Regions from separate parts of the Mus musculus genome. Here region 2 is linked to region 1. Evidence: chromatin contacts called from public HiChIP or PLAC-seq data. All regions are on one chromosome and are shown on one strand. The core of a region is the stretch at or near the end of the contact, and the rest is flanking DNA. Distances in the headings are between cores, read along the strand shown.

The links. HiChIP or PLAC-seq counts read pairs in DNA pulled down with a chosen protein or histone mark.
Region 2: a contact with region 1 is called in an H3K27ac HiChIP or PLAC-seq map of bone marrow-derived dendritic cells, with 4 times the contacts expected there. The contact joins two enhancer-like sites. A contact is called at or near these places in 6 of 39 promoter capture datasets (the C10 cell line, the HPC-7 cell line, embryonic stem cells and 3 more), 2 of 15 datasets of contacts at CTCF or cohesin (embryonic stem cells and pro-B cells), 55 of 484 Hi-C or Micro-C datasets (B cells, the BV-2 cell line, CD4 T cells and 33 more), 5 of 115 datasets of contacts at active chromatin or transcription factors (bone marrow-derived dendritic cells, memory CD8 T cells, microglia and 2 more) and 3 of 9 other capture datasets (adipose tissue, liver and pancreatic islet).

What each region holds. Positions count from the first base shown.
Region 1 is chr5:140,609,468-140,617,371 of GRCm38.p6, forward strand. It overlaps Lfng (LFNG O-fucosylpeptide 3-beta-N-acetylglucosaminyltransferase), which reads left to right. Exons shown (of 8, transcript NM_008494.3): 2 at 2,383-2,431; 3 at 2,824-2,923; 4 at 3,036-3,189; 5 at 3,293-3,378; 6 at 3,689-3,854; 7 at 4,724-4,809; 8 at 4,940-6,078. The coding sequence ends at 5,006. Among named protein-coding and RNA genes, the nearest start is that of Lfng, 6.1 kb to the left of the region's middle. Within about 2 kb of position 1,769, at least 252 of the 459 cell types and tissues checked have an H3K27ac peak or open chromatin away from gene starts, as enhancers often do. A contact at or near this core is called in bone marrow-derived dendritic cells, cerebral cortex, hippocampal neurons and 1 more, where this site is marked.
Region 2 is chr5:140,734,868-140,742,771 of GRCm38.p6, forward strand. Amz1 (archaelysin family metallopeptidase 1) reads left to right here. Exons shown (of 8, transcript NM_173405.2): 3 at 6,198-6,720. The coding sequence starts at 6,417. Among named protein-coding and RNA genes, the nearest start is that of Gm30745, 11 kb to the right of the region's middle. Within about 2 kb of position 5,179, at least 27 of the 459 cell types and tissues checked have an H3K27ac peak or open chromatin away from gene starts, as enhancers often do. A contact at or near this core is called in bone marrow-derived dendritic cells, cerebral cortex, hippocampal neurons and 1 more, where this site is marked.

The sequences.
Region 1 (7,904 bases), core at 519-3,018:
GGAGGAGGAGGTTCCATCTGCATCAGAGTCCTAGGGTCCAGGAAGGGCAATCTTGGCACCAGGCATGACTGTGGGGCTGTACAAAAAAACCAAGCAGGCTCGGTGAGGTGGAGAGGCTGGTCAGGGGTACAGGCAGAGCGCCTGGCCTCTGGCCCGCTGCTCCTCCCCCACCACTAAGGAGCGCGCCAGGCTGCAGGCTGCCACCGCCACAGCCACAATGGCTGGGGCAGAACTTGGCATCCTGTGTTTCTTTGAATCTCGGTTCCAGGAACAATGCTGCTTCCTGTGTGTCTCTCCCCCACCCCCTTGCTTGCCCTCACCAGCTCTGCTGCCCCCCTCTGCCCTGTCCGTCCTCCTTAGGGGAAGTTGGTGGGATGGGGACAGACTGAGATCAGGGTCTCCCATTACTTCTTCCTGAGTGTGGCCACAGGCCAGTGTCCTCTCTGGTCTCTTAACTATATGCCAAGGAGAAAAGAAGATGGTACTCACTTCCCAGGGACACTTGGGAGAGGAGAGTCCATCCCTAGCACTTGGCTGTGCACAGGCAAGCTGTGTTGTGCCCATTTTACAGAGTTTCCGGTGGACTGAGTGATACCCACAGGTACCCCTGCCCCCCTCCTCTCCTGTGGAGATACACCAGGCAGAATACCCACACACCCCACACTCAGCCTCTCAAAGACTGTTCTCTGGGCCTCCCCCCCCCCCCCCCCCACTGAACAAAGGTGACTTTAATCTCCGTAGCCTTGGGCTGGGTTTTTAGGACACCATCGAAGCGCGGGAGAACAGGCCTCTCTCTTGATCTCATTAAGAAAGCATTTTCCTTTTAATCCAGCAGCAGCGTCTGCACAAGCCGGCCCTCTGTACCTCCCACGGCATTCCTGGGCTGAGATGCTAGGGTGCGGGGGGGGGGGGGTGTGCTGGATGCAAGCGAGTCTGTGCGTGTGGGCTGCCCCGGGTGTCTGCAGAGACCTGGAAGGAGGGGGTGCATACTTGCAGATGATATAGATCCCACATTTCATCTCCTAACCTGGGCTTCACTGGAGTGAGCATCTGGGTATGGGATCAGCCTGGGTAAAGGAGTAAGGCTGCTCGAGGCATGGTGTGCCACCCTTGTAGACCTGGGGTTTCTTGGGTGGCTGGCTGGGTACATGCTGACCTCCGTGTTTGCATGCTCACACCCAGGTTTCCTTGGGACCCTTTTGTGCACAAAAGCAGAGGGAAGGCTGGTGGATGTTGGGGAGCCTGCTGCCTCTGCTGTGAGCAGCCCCCAACCGCCCTAGGGTTGCACTCTGCAATGCCAGGGTGCGGCAGTCGGCACGCGCTGGGCGGGCCGGCGGAGGAAGGAACATTCCTTCCCGTGTGCCGACGGGCCCAGGCGGGCGCCGGCAGCTCCTGGCCCCGCCCCGGCGCCCCCCTCCTCTTCCGCAGTGCAATCCTGGCAGGGGGTGGCCCAGCGCTGGGCCAGGTGGAGTCTTGGCTGTGGCCCTGGGCAAAGCCTTCTGTAAGCGGGGAACAGTTTTCCTCTCTGAAGCCTCACCCGGCTGCTCAGATACCCCAGTGGGCCTGGAGACATGAATCCTTTTCTGCTACTACCATGTTGACCGCCGTGACCTCCCAGAACCTGACTGGGTGCTATGGCTGGGGAAACCTCTTCTATGGGGCACAGGAGGAAGTCCAGGCCAGAGTCGCGAGCGACCAATGGCCTTACCCATACTCCCGCGCACAGGACCTCTTGCCCAGCCGGCCCAGTTAACCAGGCCAGCTGTATGGAAATGACAGCCCGGCCACTCCTGCTTAACTCGGCAGAGTTAAGGCTGGCCCAGCCCAGGACAAAGCTGGCGGACAATGGCTGGTGATTCATCCTCCCTTCGGGTCCCTTTGTCTGCCAGGGCTTGGCAGCGGCCCAGCAGAGGCCTTTGTCCCCGACCCGAGTGAGTGAGGCTCAGCTTCCCAAAGCCGACCTCCTCCTCCTGTCCCCCGCCCCCTCCCACAGCTTGGAAAGCCTGCAGGCTGGGCGGGCTGGCAGGCTGTGTCAATAAGGGTGTGTGCCCCGCCAGGTGCACAGGTTGGCGGAGGGTTAGTTGAAGCCCGTTTACCTGGCTGGTGGGGGGGGCATCCCACCTGGCTCGTGCCTCCCAGCTGCCTGTGGTGACCTTGGGCCCACCTGTCTGAAGTTGGAGAGTGAGCCCACCTCCCCCAGCCAGCCAGCCCGCCAGTCCAGCTGCCACTCCCCCTGGGCACTTGAGCACACATTCTGTGTGCAGTGGAGAATTCAGGCAGTTCAGTGCAGGGTGGGGGAGGAGTCTAGATTGGGTGCCTTGGCTGTGGTCCTCGTAGGGCACTTTGGAGCTGGAAGGCTCAAGATCCTGTCTCTTCTTCCAGACGTTCATCTTCACTGATGGGGAGGACGAAGCTCTGGCCAAGCTCACAGGTTGGTCCCAGGCTTGGGGGTGGGGATGAGGGTGGGAGGCGCTGGTCCCAAGCAACTTCTTCCCCCGAGGCTGTGAGGTCACTGGCTGCCGCCTCGGGGCTAAGAGGCCAGTTCACTCGGCTTGTTTGCTTCATGCCCCGCCCCACCACTCCCCGGGCCCCGATTCTTATGCAGAGGAGACCCTTTCAGTCCTCTGGGGACCCTTTGAGTCCCGCTTAGCAGCAACAGGTGGCGGGTACTGGGGGAAAAAAAACTGGCTGAATGAATGGGCAGCGGTGGCTACCCTGGGGAGGGGGCTAGGCTGGGCAGGGCTGGGGCTAAGGTTCGAAGCAATGAGAAATGCCTGCCGCTTGTGCGGACCAGGCCTGCTTACGGGCCCTCCCCGTCCACAGGCAATGTGGTGCTCACCAACTGCTCCTCGGCCCACAGCCGCCAGGCTCTGTCCTGCAAGATGGCTGTGGAGTATGACCGATTCATTGAGTCTGGGAAGAAGTGAGTTCCTACCTTTCCCTCTGTGCCCCATCCGTGCCCCTTCCCTGGCAGCCCGGCAGCCCTCGACCCCTGTCTGCAGCCCCTGACAGCATCCCTCCCGCCTTGTGTTCAGGTGGTTCTGCCACGTGGATGATGACAACTACGTCAACCTCCGGGCGCTGCTGCGGCTCCTGGCCAGCTATCCCCACACCCAAGACGTGTACATCGGCAAGCCCAGCCTGGACAGGCCCATCCAGGCCACAGAACGGATCAGCGAGCACAAAGTGGTGAGTGTCTCCCAGGGTAGCACACACCCTGAGGTGTTAGGGAGGGGCTGAGCCACCTTTGCAACCAGGAGTCTCCTGACAGCCCTTGTTTCACTTCACCCAGAGACCTGTCCACTTTTGGTTTGCCACCGGAGGAGCTGGCTTCTGCATCAGCCGAGGGCTGGCCCTAAAGATGGGCCCATGGGCCAGGTGAGTGTCCCCTGCCTAGTTGCCACTACCCCTGACAGCAGACTGTTCCTGGTGCTCGCTCTTGGTCCTGGGTTCCCTGCAGCAGCAGCGTCTGGCTTGGGCTATTCTCTCCCTGCCTTAGGTAGCTGTGTTTTCTGCCACTCTCTCTACCTCTGATAAAGTCTTCGGCATGGAAGGACTCTGGCTCATGGCGGGGCGGGGCATAGTGGACTCCCTCTTTTTGGGGCCAGTTTGGCAAAGTCTTGTCTACTCATGGCCCAGCTACTGGCTTCAGCCTCTACTTACTCTTCCCCGGGCCCTTCCCTTGCAGTGGAGGACACTTCATGAGCACGGCAGAGCGCATCCGGCTCCCCGATGACTGCACCATTGGCTACATTGTAGAGGCTCTGCTGGGTGTACCCCTCATCCGGAGCGGCCTCTTCCACTCCCACCTAGAGAACCTGCAGCAGGTGCCCACCACCGAGCTTCATGAGCAGGTGCGCATGTGGCCCCCAGGCCTGGGTGACCAAGCAGAGAACTCAACAGTTGAGGGACAGAAGGGAGAGGGTGCCTCCAAGGAAGGGACAATTTTTATCTATTTATTTATTGATTGATTGATTTTGGTTTTCTGAGACAGGGTTTCTCTGTGTAGCTCTGGTTGTCCAGAACTACCTTTGTAGACCAGGCTGGCCTCGAACTCAGGGATCAACCTGCCTCTGCCTCTGAGAGCTGGATTATAGGCATACTGATACAGGGCTTCACTATGTAGCCCAGGCTAGCCTTGATCCTCTTGCTGTAGCCCCCCATATGCTAGGAATCAGCTGTGTGTCACCACACCTGATTCAGAGTCGTTTAGGGGTGGGGTGTATGTATGTTTTCATTTATTTATTTTTTTATTTACTTAGAGATGGGTCTCTTATAGCCCAGGCTAGCCCTGAAGTTGATATGTAGTTGAGAATGACCTTGAATTCCTGATCCTCCTGACTCCACTTTCCTGGGCTAGGGTTGTAGGAGTGTACTACCACATCCAGTTTATGCAGTTAGTTGGGCTAGCCCAGGGTCACTGTTTTAAATAGGGATATCAGAGACTCCTCATTCTCAGGTGTCACAGCCTGCTGGTCCACATGAGGTACCCCAGTTTCACTCTCTAGCTCCTCCAAAACAGAAAGTCAAATAGATTCTTCTAAGTTGCTGATCATGCCCTTTGAGGGGACACTCTTGCTCTGTCTCCCTTATGGTCGTAGGCCCCACCATGGGCTTCATCCCCAGGTGGGCCGAGCCAGTGTCCTTGGCTCAAGGGACAGCAGCAGGAATAGCCAGGCAGGACTGCCACCTCTCCAGCATCATCCTGTTGCTCCCAATGCAGGTGACCCTGAGCTATGGCATGTTTGAGAACAAGCGGAACGCAGTGCACATCAAGGGACCATTCTCTGTGGAAGCTGACCCATCCAGGTAAGAACTCGTAGAGGGTCACCAAGTACCCCCGGGGTTGGGGGGGTGGCAGGAACCCCATGGTTGGGACTGCCAGAGGGCCCATGGCACCCCCAGCCCACGCAGACCAGTCTTTACTCTGTCCCAACAGGTTCCGCTCTGTCCATTGCCACCTGTACCCAGACACACCCTGGTGTCCTCGCTCCGCCATCTTCTAGCAGTCGTGGTTGAAACTCTGTCCCTGGGCGCCCCTGGTATCCAAAGGGCCCAGGGACCTTTATTGTATGCCCTGGCCTTGGTGTCCGAGGCTCTTCAGGGCTATGTGTATGTGTGTGTATGTCTATATTTGTGTGTTTGTGTGGCGTGCCCACCCGTGTTGCAGACTGCTGGGCAGTCGTGTTCTTCAGGGAGTGGCAGGTCTGTCCCTAACTACACTCTGAGCACCACTCCGAGGGCAGTTGTGTGGGATCTGTGTTTGGATCTCTGCAGTGGGGGTGGGTGAGGCCTTGGGGCTCCACTCAGGGGTCCGTGGGTGCTGATTGTAGCAGTCTCTTATGTTGGGGTGCTAGCACCTATCTGGAGCCTTCCCTGTCAGCTGAGCTGTGCCCAGTCCTAGGGAAGCTGATTTGGGTAGTAAAGGCCTGGACCCCTTGTGAGCTCTGGCCCGGGCGCTGCCTGGTGCCATTCTGGTGAACAATGCTCCCCCACCCCCTGCCCTCCAGGGTGGAGGCGAAGTCTTCAGCCCCACCCTCTGATGCCCTATCTTTGTCTCCCACACCAAGTGGGGTTCAGAGCTATGAATTTTATCTCCTCTCCAAAGTAGAGAGAAAGTCGCCCATAGTGGGTGTGCCTGTACATATTGTGACAGTATTTTTTTACTGTGCTCTTTCTTGAAAGGGGAGGGGTGGGTGTGAAAGGAGGTGGGGGGTGGTTGTTTTCTGGGGTGGGCTGGAGAGGGTCTTATTTTATCTTTTCTGTGGATCAGAAAAAAGTGGAAGCCAGACAGGCTTGGTCTTTGGAAAGCTGGACAATGAGTGCCTTAGTACTGTATTTATGCCTTCCAGTATCTGGAATCCTGCTCCCCCCCAACCCTCCCCAGCACCCCAAGACTTACCTCACCCCCACCACCCCCAACTCCTCACTCCCCTACCCCTGGGCTGTATTCTGTGTTCTTTTTGCAAAGACCTTAACTAGGCAAGCTAATGATGATAAGGGAAAAGCTCTCAGGGAATTGATGTGTTGTTGCTATGGTGACGTCCTTCCTCTGAATAAAGGTGCTCTTTGCAGCAACCCAAGGGGCCCTAGTCTTGCTTGGGAGTTGGGGCTAAGCCACCTGTCCATCAAGGTAACTCGAGGGGACTTTCAGATGAGGGCAGGGGAGACCCAGTCATGACATAGAGAAGAAGGCAATTGGTAAGAATTCAGCAAGTTAGCCGGGCATGGTGGCGCACGCCTTTAATCCCAGCACTCGGGAGGCAGAGGCAGGGGGATTTCTGAGTTCGAGGCCAGCCTGGTCTACAGAGTGAGTTCCAGGACAGCCAGGACTATATAGAGAAACCCTGTCTCGAAAAACCAAAAAAAAAAAAAAAAAAAAAAAAAAAAAAAAAAAAAAAAAAAAAAAGAAGAAGAATTCAACAAGTTTACGACTTGGGAGGGAAACTAGTGTTAAAATAGATGAAGTATGGCCAGCTTGGTGTAGATGTGCCTCTGATGGGTTGATACCATGTTGGGAGGTGGGAATTGGACAGGGCTGATGGCGGTAGCTGCTTGATCAGGTCATGCCCTGTGTCAACCTCACTGTGTCCAGACCTTTCTGGAGGAGGTGCAGTGGCTAGTGGGGGCTGGCCAGAGACCCATTTTCCAGACAGGAAAACTGAGGCTCAAAGCAGGCTAAATGAGGATGACCAAAGTCAGGCAGCCAGGCTGCTGAGGTGGATGACCCCCACCCCCCCTAGATCTTCGTTCCCTGTCAACTCTGCTGACACTGCCTGGCCTCTCATCTGTCATGAGATACACCTGTCATGTATCCTCTGAGGATGGGCAGTACCCAGGCTGCTCACTCGTGGGTAGAGCTGGCGAGGACTCGGATCTTTCTGAGGCTCTTCAGGGACCTTCCTCAAATCCAGCCACAGAGGCTGGCTGATCGGGGGATCCTCACCACACTCCTTCCCTGTGGTCTCCTTGTTTCCGCTCCTTTACAGAGAAGCAGGCTAGTGCTGCCCACCTGCTGCCCTTCTGTAGGTGGCTGCCTGCTCTGACCTGACCCCGGACTCACGGGGCTAGGTCCTCATTACCTGCCACCCCTGTGTCCTTTGCCTTCTTCCCCACACCATTTGATTAGAGATCTGTCCTGCACTCCACCAGACATTGCTCACAGCTGTGGGTTCAGCACCCCCAAGTGGGCTGGGCATGGCCCTTGCTGGTAACTGCTCTTGCCTTGTGGGGTGACTGGCCAGAGCCTGACCCCACCTTGGCTTTGTAGTTTGGCTTTTTAAGGCCTGAGGCAGCTGCCTGGGATTTTCAGAGTAGGGGATCCCCAGTGGTGGCCGTGGTCCTTGGCATACAGGGCCTGGTGGCGGTGGCTTGGGGCCCTACTTCTAGATGAGGAAGCTGACATTTGTAAGGGTGGAAAGGTCACGGTGGAGCAGTCTGCACACGGGCCATGAGCCTCCTTCCTGCCTGGATGAGTCAGAGGCCTGCTACCCTCTGCTCTGGTCGTCAAAAGCCCCTTGCAGCTGGCACAGAGCTGGCAGCCACAGAGGTGTGGTACAGCGGCACCAACCTCGCCGCCGGCATGGAGCTGGGGGCCCCAGCCAGGGTGAGCTTCCCATTCTGATTGGAGCCAGAGGGTGGTCCTGAGCCTGGAGGGCAGAACCTCAGCACGGAGCAGGAGGGGAACCCAGTGAGGTGGCATAGGTCTCTAACCTAGTATTATTCATGAGGCTGTTGAGGTAGGAGGATTGTGAGGGTCGTGAGATCAGAGCCAGCATGGGTTACCAAGTGAGGTCAAAAAAATCATCTAAGAAACAGAAGCCAAGTAGGGAGGGCCCAGGAAGGGTCTAGCCAGTGGCTTCAACAACTCCCAGGTAGAGCAGGCGGAAGAGTTTCTCCTGAGG
Region 2 (7,904 bases), core at 3,929-6,428, 130 kb after region 1:
AGCGTGCAACCATGTTGTAGGTTCAGTCCCCAGCACTGCACAAGTGGGCGTGGTGGTGTACCCCTCTGACGACGGACGCCACCAGCACTCAGGAGGTAGAGGCGGGAGAGTCAGAAGTCCGAGGTCGCCTTGATTATGTAGCAAGTTGGAGGCCTCGAGTTACAGGTATGCACTACCACCCTGGTTTCTGATGAGCTGCGTTTCCAATGCAGGCTTCTTGCCCGGTTTATTTTGTTTTCCTTTTGTTTTTGTTTGGTTGGTTTTTTTTGGTTTTTGTTTTGTTTTTTGCTTGTGCGTTTGTTTAGCTGGTTTTGGCTTTTGTTGTTTGAGACAGATTCTCACTATATACAGCTCAGATTAGCTTGGAGCCCTCAATCTTCCTGCCTCAGCATCAGTTGTAGGATTACAGGAATGCCCCGCCCCCATCCACCCCCACCCCCACCCCCATCCCGTTTGACTTTTCCTCTGGTGTCCTAGGCTGGCCTGGGATGTTCCAGCTTCCTCTCTCTCCTCGAGCTATGAGATGAGCTCTGAAGCACGCGTTGCTGGGAGTGTCAGTGTCCCACGTGCTCCTGAGCAGACAGGCATCAGAAGTCTGAGAGTCACTGGGGAGGGTGTGGCACCGTTTCCTACCACCCTCCTCTCGCACTTTCCACCCGATCCCGCTTCAGTCCCTGCCTCGCGTGCTGACGTCACACCAGGACCGGTTTGGTCCCCGTGACCCGCACACCAAGCTTCTCTGGGGCAGTTCCGGAGGGCTGGGGCTGCGAGGTAGGGGCCGCGTGGAAAGCAACCACAGGCGCGGGGAGCTGATGGCCGGGGTGGGTGCGGGTGGTGCTGCGGAGTGGGGGTTCTAGCCAGCGCAAGCCAGGGGGACGTCTGGGTGGTGGCGGCGGCGTGCTCCTGTGCCACGAGACCACGGGATGTGCTCGGTGTACTTGGGTAGAGGTTTAGGTGAGTCTCAACGACTGGGATTTCATACCTGTTACGCTGGCGGTCAGGTTCCAGATAGCTGGGAGCTGGGTCCCAAGGGGCACTCCCCGGTAGCAGCTCCCCAGGTCCAGGCAACAGCCTTGTCATCTTCAGATGGGGGTGATCAGGCTTTGGGAAAGCGCTTGAAGGAAGACATTTCCGAGCAAGGACCGGTGGACTGTTGTGGGATGTCCCGGCAGAGGCAGGCAAAGTCTCTGGCTACCCCGCTGCTCCCTAGCCTGTATCAGGGAGGGGGAGTGAGTGACCGCCAGGTGATGTCACAGCTCTAGGAAGGTAAAGCCACCTGTCAATGCAAACAGCTGGTTCAGGTAGACTCCGAACTTGTCCCAAGCATAGCTGCTTCACTGATTGGAGGGAAATTGGGTTGGAATTTGGGGTTCATAAGGGAGGATGGGGTCTGCTCGGCGGGGGGGGGGGGAGGGAGTGGCTTCCTCCCCACGCGGTCTGAGCCGGTTCCCCTCCCCAACCCCTTTGCATCTTGCATTTCCTTCTCCCTGGGGCTGCTCAAACCGCCCTCAAGCTTCAGCCCTCAGTAAATGAACCGCTGCAGCTGCTGCGCTTTTTGTGCAGCCTCCAGAATAACCAGAAACAGAGCGCGATTCTTGTCCTCCACAGCCAGGCGTCTGCCTGTAATCCCAGCAACTGGGAGGCTGAGGCAGGAGGATTGCTGCAAGTTTGAAGGCAGCCCCGAACTACATGATAAATCCCTGCCTCATAATAAAAACATAAATAAGAGATATGAACGAGTACTCTGGGAGTTGGGGAACCTGACCTTGGTCACCTTAGTCAGGGTGTCTCTACAGTGGGTGACAGAGCCTCTCTGGAGAACCTGAGCCCAAGTAAGGGCATGCGTGCTGTCCCAGGCTCTGAGCAAAAGGGGCTGAGGGGAGGCAGCACAAAGAAAGGGAGTCTAGCAGAGGCTAGAAGAGGATTTCTTTGGAGAGGGCGATACGTGTCTCCTCATCACTACACGGCCTTTGTCTAGAACAGCGGTTCTCAACCTTCCTGATGCCTCAGCCCTTTAATACAGTCCCTCATGCTGTGGTGAAACCCCCAACGAAAATGTTATATTTGTTGCTACTTCATAACTATAATTCTGCTACTCTCACGAATTTTAACGCAAATATTTGATATGCAGGCGGCCTGACATGCTACCCCCAAAGGGATTGCACCCCACAGGTTGAGAACCACGGGTCTAGAATCATGCCAGGAGTTCCTGCCTCTCCCTGTGACCCATGACCAATCATTAGTGTTCCTGTGCCTCAGTTTCCCGATGTGAAACAGTGGTATCTCTAGCTCTGTGACGTCTCAAGGTCTGTGGGATGACGGCAGGCTACTGGACAGCTACTGTCATGATCATTAGCAGGGTGGCGGCAGCCAGGACACACACAGGGGACAGCTCGGGGGCCATCTCCGAGGATCTGGCATGTCTGAGAGGATGGGCGGGAGTGGTGGAGAGGCCCTCACAGTTCCTGCAGTTTCTCCTGCGGCTGTCAGGACCACTTCCTCCTCCAGCTTCAGCCTCTGCATGAAGTGTGGTCCTGTGAAGACTTGCCATACAGGGTGGAAACTCTGAGCTAGTAGCGGAGAGTGGGGGATAGGAGCGTCCTAAAGATCCCCCGAGGGTGAATATGGCCACAGAGGCTGCTTGAGAGGAAATGCTGTCTGTGTAGACATCCGGGTTACCAGACCTCAGACAAGGACTTGAGGAGGGACAGAGGGGCTTGCTTACTCTGGTGCCCAAACTCAGACCTTGTCAAACCAACCTCCGGTCCATGTTGGAAGGTGAGTCCTTTGGTCATCACTACCCCTCCCCCCATATCCCATCATGCTCTGTTGCCATTTGTTTTCCTACTTGTTTGGCTTGCTTGTGTGTGTGTGTGTGTGTGTGTGTGTGTGTGAGAGAGAGAGAGAGAGAGAGAAGGGGGAGGGGGAGAGGGAGATAGGAGTTCACTATATAGCCCAGGCTGGCCTCGAACTCATGGTGATCCTCCTGCCTCAGCCACCCAAGTATTGGATTTGCAGGCATGACATGTAGCATCCAGTGTCTTCTGGAGCTGCTGTGTCTAGTTCTTCTAAGCCCTGGGTTAGCTGGGTGTATGCAACATTCATGGAACAGCGTGGAGGAGGCTCTTGGTCCAGGCCTGGGCTGCAGAGTGAGACCCTGTCTCACGGACTACAAACATTTCTCATGGCTTTGCCTGAGCAGGGGTGTTTAGCAGCAGTGGAGTCCCTGACCACTATGTGTGGCAGTAAAAGGGAATTGAGTGCCCATGGGGAAGACCCTATGGATAGCAGAGGTTCCACAAGTCGGGATTAGAGGGAGGGAACTAAACTAGCTATGCAACCTTTCAAATATGGCTTTGCCCTTCTGAGCCTCAGTTTATTTAGCAATTAAGATGGGTAAATACGACAACCACACTTTAAGATTGTTCTAGAAGTTGAATAAAGTGTTGGAGACGGTCTTGGGCTGGAGAGATAGCTCAGTGGCTATTATACAACTCAGTGGGCAGGAGTAGTGGTCCACATCTGTAACTGCAGCGCTGTTGTGGGGAGATGGAGATGGGAGGGAGGCTCCTTGGAACTCACTGCACAGCCAGTCTAGCTGAATTAGTGAACTTCAGGTTTAACCAGACATCCTGTCTCAAAAAATAATGTGGCATGTGACTGAGGAGACTGCCCGACATTGACCTCTGGCTTCTGCATGTGTGTTACACAGACACACAGGCACACACAGACACAGACACACACACAGGCACACACACAGAGACACACATACACTCAGACACATACAGATGCACACAGACACACAGAGACACATAGTCACACAGAGACACACAGACAGACATACACAGATACATACACACACACAGGCACACACACAGAGATGCACACAAACATACACACAGACAAACACAGACACACACACAGTTACACACATATATACACTCGGACACACACATACACTTATACACAGAAACACATACACAGACATACACTCAGACACACACAGACACATGTACATGTACATAGACACACACACACAGAAACACACAAACACACACACCTATCTGACTCACAAAGTGATCTTGAGAATTTTCTTCCTTCCTTTCTTTTTTCCTCAGTGTTTTGAGACAGGGTTTCTCTGTGTAGCCCTGGCTGTCCTTGTTCTGAACTCACTCTGTAACCAGGCTGGCCTGGAACCCAGAGATGCCTCTGCCTCCTGAGGCTGGGATTATAGGTGTGTGCCACCACTTTCCAGCTTCTAAGGAATTTTCAGAGTGGCCAATATGGTGGGCAAGATTAACATCTGAGGGGTTCAGGATGTCTGTGGTATCAGGGCCTCCCTTTTTTTCTCCTTTTGAAGAAGTTGTGAAGTAGACCCTCCTGGGCTACTGCAAAGAAATGACACAATTCCAGTTACAGAGAGGTAATTCTGGGAGTAGTCGTGTGGCTCAGTGGTAGAGCCCCTTCCTAGACTCCCCCAAGGAGGGGCTGGGGGAGTGGCTCAGTGGTAGAGCTCCTGCCTAGAATCCCCCAGGGAGGGGCTGGGGGTGTGGCTCAGTGGTAGAGCTCCTGCCTAGAATCCCCCAGTGAGGGGCTGGGGGTGTGGCTCAGTGGTAGAGCTCCTGCCTAGAATCCCCCAAGGAGGGCTGGGGGCGTGGCTCAGTGGTAGAGCACCTGCCTAGAATCCCCCAGTGAGGAGCTGGGGTGTGGCTCAGTGGTAGAGCTCCTGCCTAGAATCCCCCAGTGAGGGGCTGGGGGGTGTGGCTCGGGGATAGGCTTTACTCAACTTAGGTCAGGCCACAGGTTCTATCCCTAGCACTGAAAGAAAGAAGAAAGAAAAAAAAGAATGAAAGGGAGAGAGAGAGAGAGAGAGAGAGAGAGAGAGAGAGAGAGAGAGAGAGAGAGAGAAGCTGACATAGCTACAACCCTGAAGCACAATTCAGAGGTCACCGTAAGACAGCACGGCCCCTGGGCTTCAGCTTGGGGTGCTTTGCTTGCGTGCAGGCCTGGGGCAGAGCGTGGAGTCTAAGTAGGTGGTGTGATTGGCTTCCAGAAACAAAAATAAGCTGGTGGGATGTGTGAGGAGTCAGGTGCTTAGCCGCCTGCAGGGCCTCCATGGCTCCGCACTTCCTCCTCTGCAGGAGCTGGGTGTGGGTGCGTGCGAGGGCAGAGGAGGCAAGCGGCGCCTTGCCTCCCGTGGTCTGTGTTATGTGTTCCTGTCTCGGTTGACTTCCCTGCACTGAGATGCAATAGGAAGCTCCAAGCAGCCAGTTGCTGGAGCCAAGCATGACCTGAAAGAAACACTCCCAGGAGGGAGGATGCTGGTAGGCACTGAGTACCACAGCGGGCAGTCCCTCCGCCTGTCTACCTGGTTGCTTGCCTACAGTTCCAGGTTGCTGTGGTCAGCATGCTGGCTCCTGACTGTTAGAACTGTATCTTAGACCATGTTCACACTCTAGAAACCAGGGTCTGGGAGACACTGGGGCGGCGTCTTCCCCAGAAGACAGCCCCTGGGTGCACACGATGCTCCTGCAAGGAACCCTATGGTTTGGGAGGAGGGTCTGGGTGGCTCTGTGAGGGGACAGGGTGGGTCTTGTGATCATAAAAGGCAGGAGGAGCAGCCTCTGCCTTCCGTGAAGGAACCTCCCTAGCCTTGAAGGGTAGATACCTCCTTATATATGCCTGGCTTCTCTGGGCTCAGAGCAGGGGTGGAGTCCTATGGAAATGCACGTCCATACTCAATTCTGGAATGAGGAGATGGCTCAGTGGGTAGAACGTTACCACATAAGCATGGATAAGGGATTCATAAGTTTGAATCCCGAACACCCATATGAAAGACTGAGGTGGCAGCTCTGTGGGCCTGATGACCAGCCAGGCTGGTTGGACTTTTAAGCTCTGGGTTCAGTTAGAGACTCTTTTTCCAAAAGTCAGGTGGATAGCGATAGACTTGACATCAGCCTCTGCTCTCCTGCCCCCAACACACACACACACACACACGCACACGCACACACACACCGCACACCGCACACACACACACACATAAATGCATACATGTCCACACCCCTTTATACTTGATTTGGGTTGTAGTGTGTGTAGATGAGATCATTCTGACTCCAGTTCACAGGAAAACTGTGTTTTGTCTGAGAGACAGTCATGTGTGCTCAGAGCAGTGACTGGGCCCCATGTGTCCTCCACAGGGGGTCAGCAGGCTTTTTTCTGCTCACCTTGCTGAGAAGTTTCAGAAGAGGCAGAATTAAGCCTCGTGGTCTCTCAGTCCAGCCTCCATCTTCTGGGAGCCCTGAGCGGGTACTCTCTAAGCCTGAGAGAAGGTTCTACAAGAGACCGTGGCTGTCCCCTGGGAGATTCATGGCCCGGAAAAGGAAATCAAAGGAGTGGCCAGCGGCCAAACACACGGCATGGTGCAGTGCAAACCACCCCAGGAGTTCAGCTTCGGGCCCCGGGCCCTGAAGGATGCCCTGATCTCCTGTGACCTGGCCCTGAAGCAGATGTATACCTCAGCCTTTTCCCCGTCGGAGAGACTCTTCCTGTCTGAGGCCTACAACCCTAACCGGACTCTCTTCAGCACACTGCTCATTCACTCAGCCTATGACTGGCTCCTGAGCCGCCCTGAAGCCCCTGAGGATTTCGAGACCTTCCATGCTTCTTTGCAGCTCCGGAAGCAGAGCCTGGCCCGGAAACACATTTACCTGCAGCCCATAGGTAGGAGAGATGGGCTGGAGTCATCTGGACTCCTGGGGGTGTGGCTCAGTGGTAGAGCCCCTGCCTAGAATCCCCCAGTGAGGGGCTGGGGCGTGGCTTAGAGGTAGAGCCCCTGCCTATAATCCCCCAGTGATGGGCTGGGGTGTGGGTCAGTGGTAGAGCCCCTGCCTAGAATCCCCCTAGTGAGGGGCTGGCTCAGTGGTAGAGCACCTGCCTAGAATCCCCCAGTGAGGGGCTGGGGCATGGCTCAGTGGTAGAGCACCTGCCCAGATCCCCCAGTGAGGGGCTGGGGCATGGCTTAGAGGTAGAGCCCCTGCCTAGAATCTCCCAGTGAGGGGCTGGGGTGTGACTCAGTGGTAGAGCATCTGCCCAGATCCCCCTAGTAAGAAACAGCCCCAGGCAGATTTGGCTTGAAGGAGATGGTCTGGGTCAGCTAGGTACTCAGATTGGCAGAGTGACTTGTCTTTTTAGCATCCTGCCCCCTACTGGTCTATACTGGTTATATAGTGTGTGCTCTCATTCCTGGCCATGACCTAGTTATAACACACACTGCCCTAGACCTGTGCTTGATGCTCAGAGGAATACTCATTTTACAGGCTGGAAAGCTGAGGTTGGAAGTATCTAGGGTTTGCCTGATGGTAGAGATGGATTCTGGAGGAGGTTTGAAGGCAAATCTTAACTGGCCTCCTGCTCTCTTGGAAGACACTGGGCTGGGCATTGAGGGGACTTGGGGATTCACAGTGAGTCTCTCTAGGTCTCTTCATCAGGAAGAGACTGGCAGATTTGGAGCAACAAGGGCTTAGAAAATGGCTCAGCCAGAGATGCTAGGGAGGGAGGAGGGAGAATCTGGTCCCTGTATTCTCAGTATACCACAGTTAGGAGGGCCATACCTGGCAGAGGGCCACACTTATGGATGTTAGCTTCAGAATGGTGGGTGGAGGGTATGGCTCCTGAGACAGTGACATACCCTGCTTTTCATGGCCCTTTGAATGGTACCTCAGTGGCCAGTCTGGGGTTTTCTTTCTTTCTTTCTTTCTTTCTTTCTTTCTTTCTTTCTTTCTTTCTTTCTTTCTTTCTTTCTCCCTTTCTTCTTCTTCTTCTTCTTCTTCTTCTTCTTCTTCTTCTTCTTCTTCTTCTTCTTCTTCTTCTTCTTCTTCTTCTCCTCCTCCTCCTCCTCCTCCTCC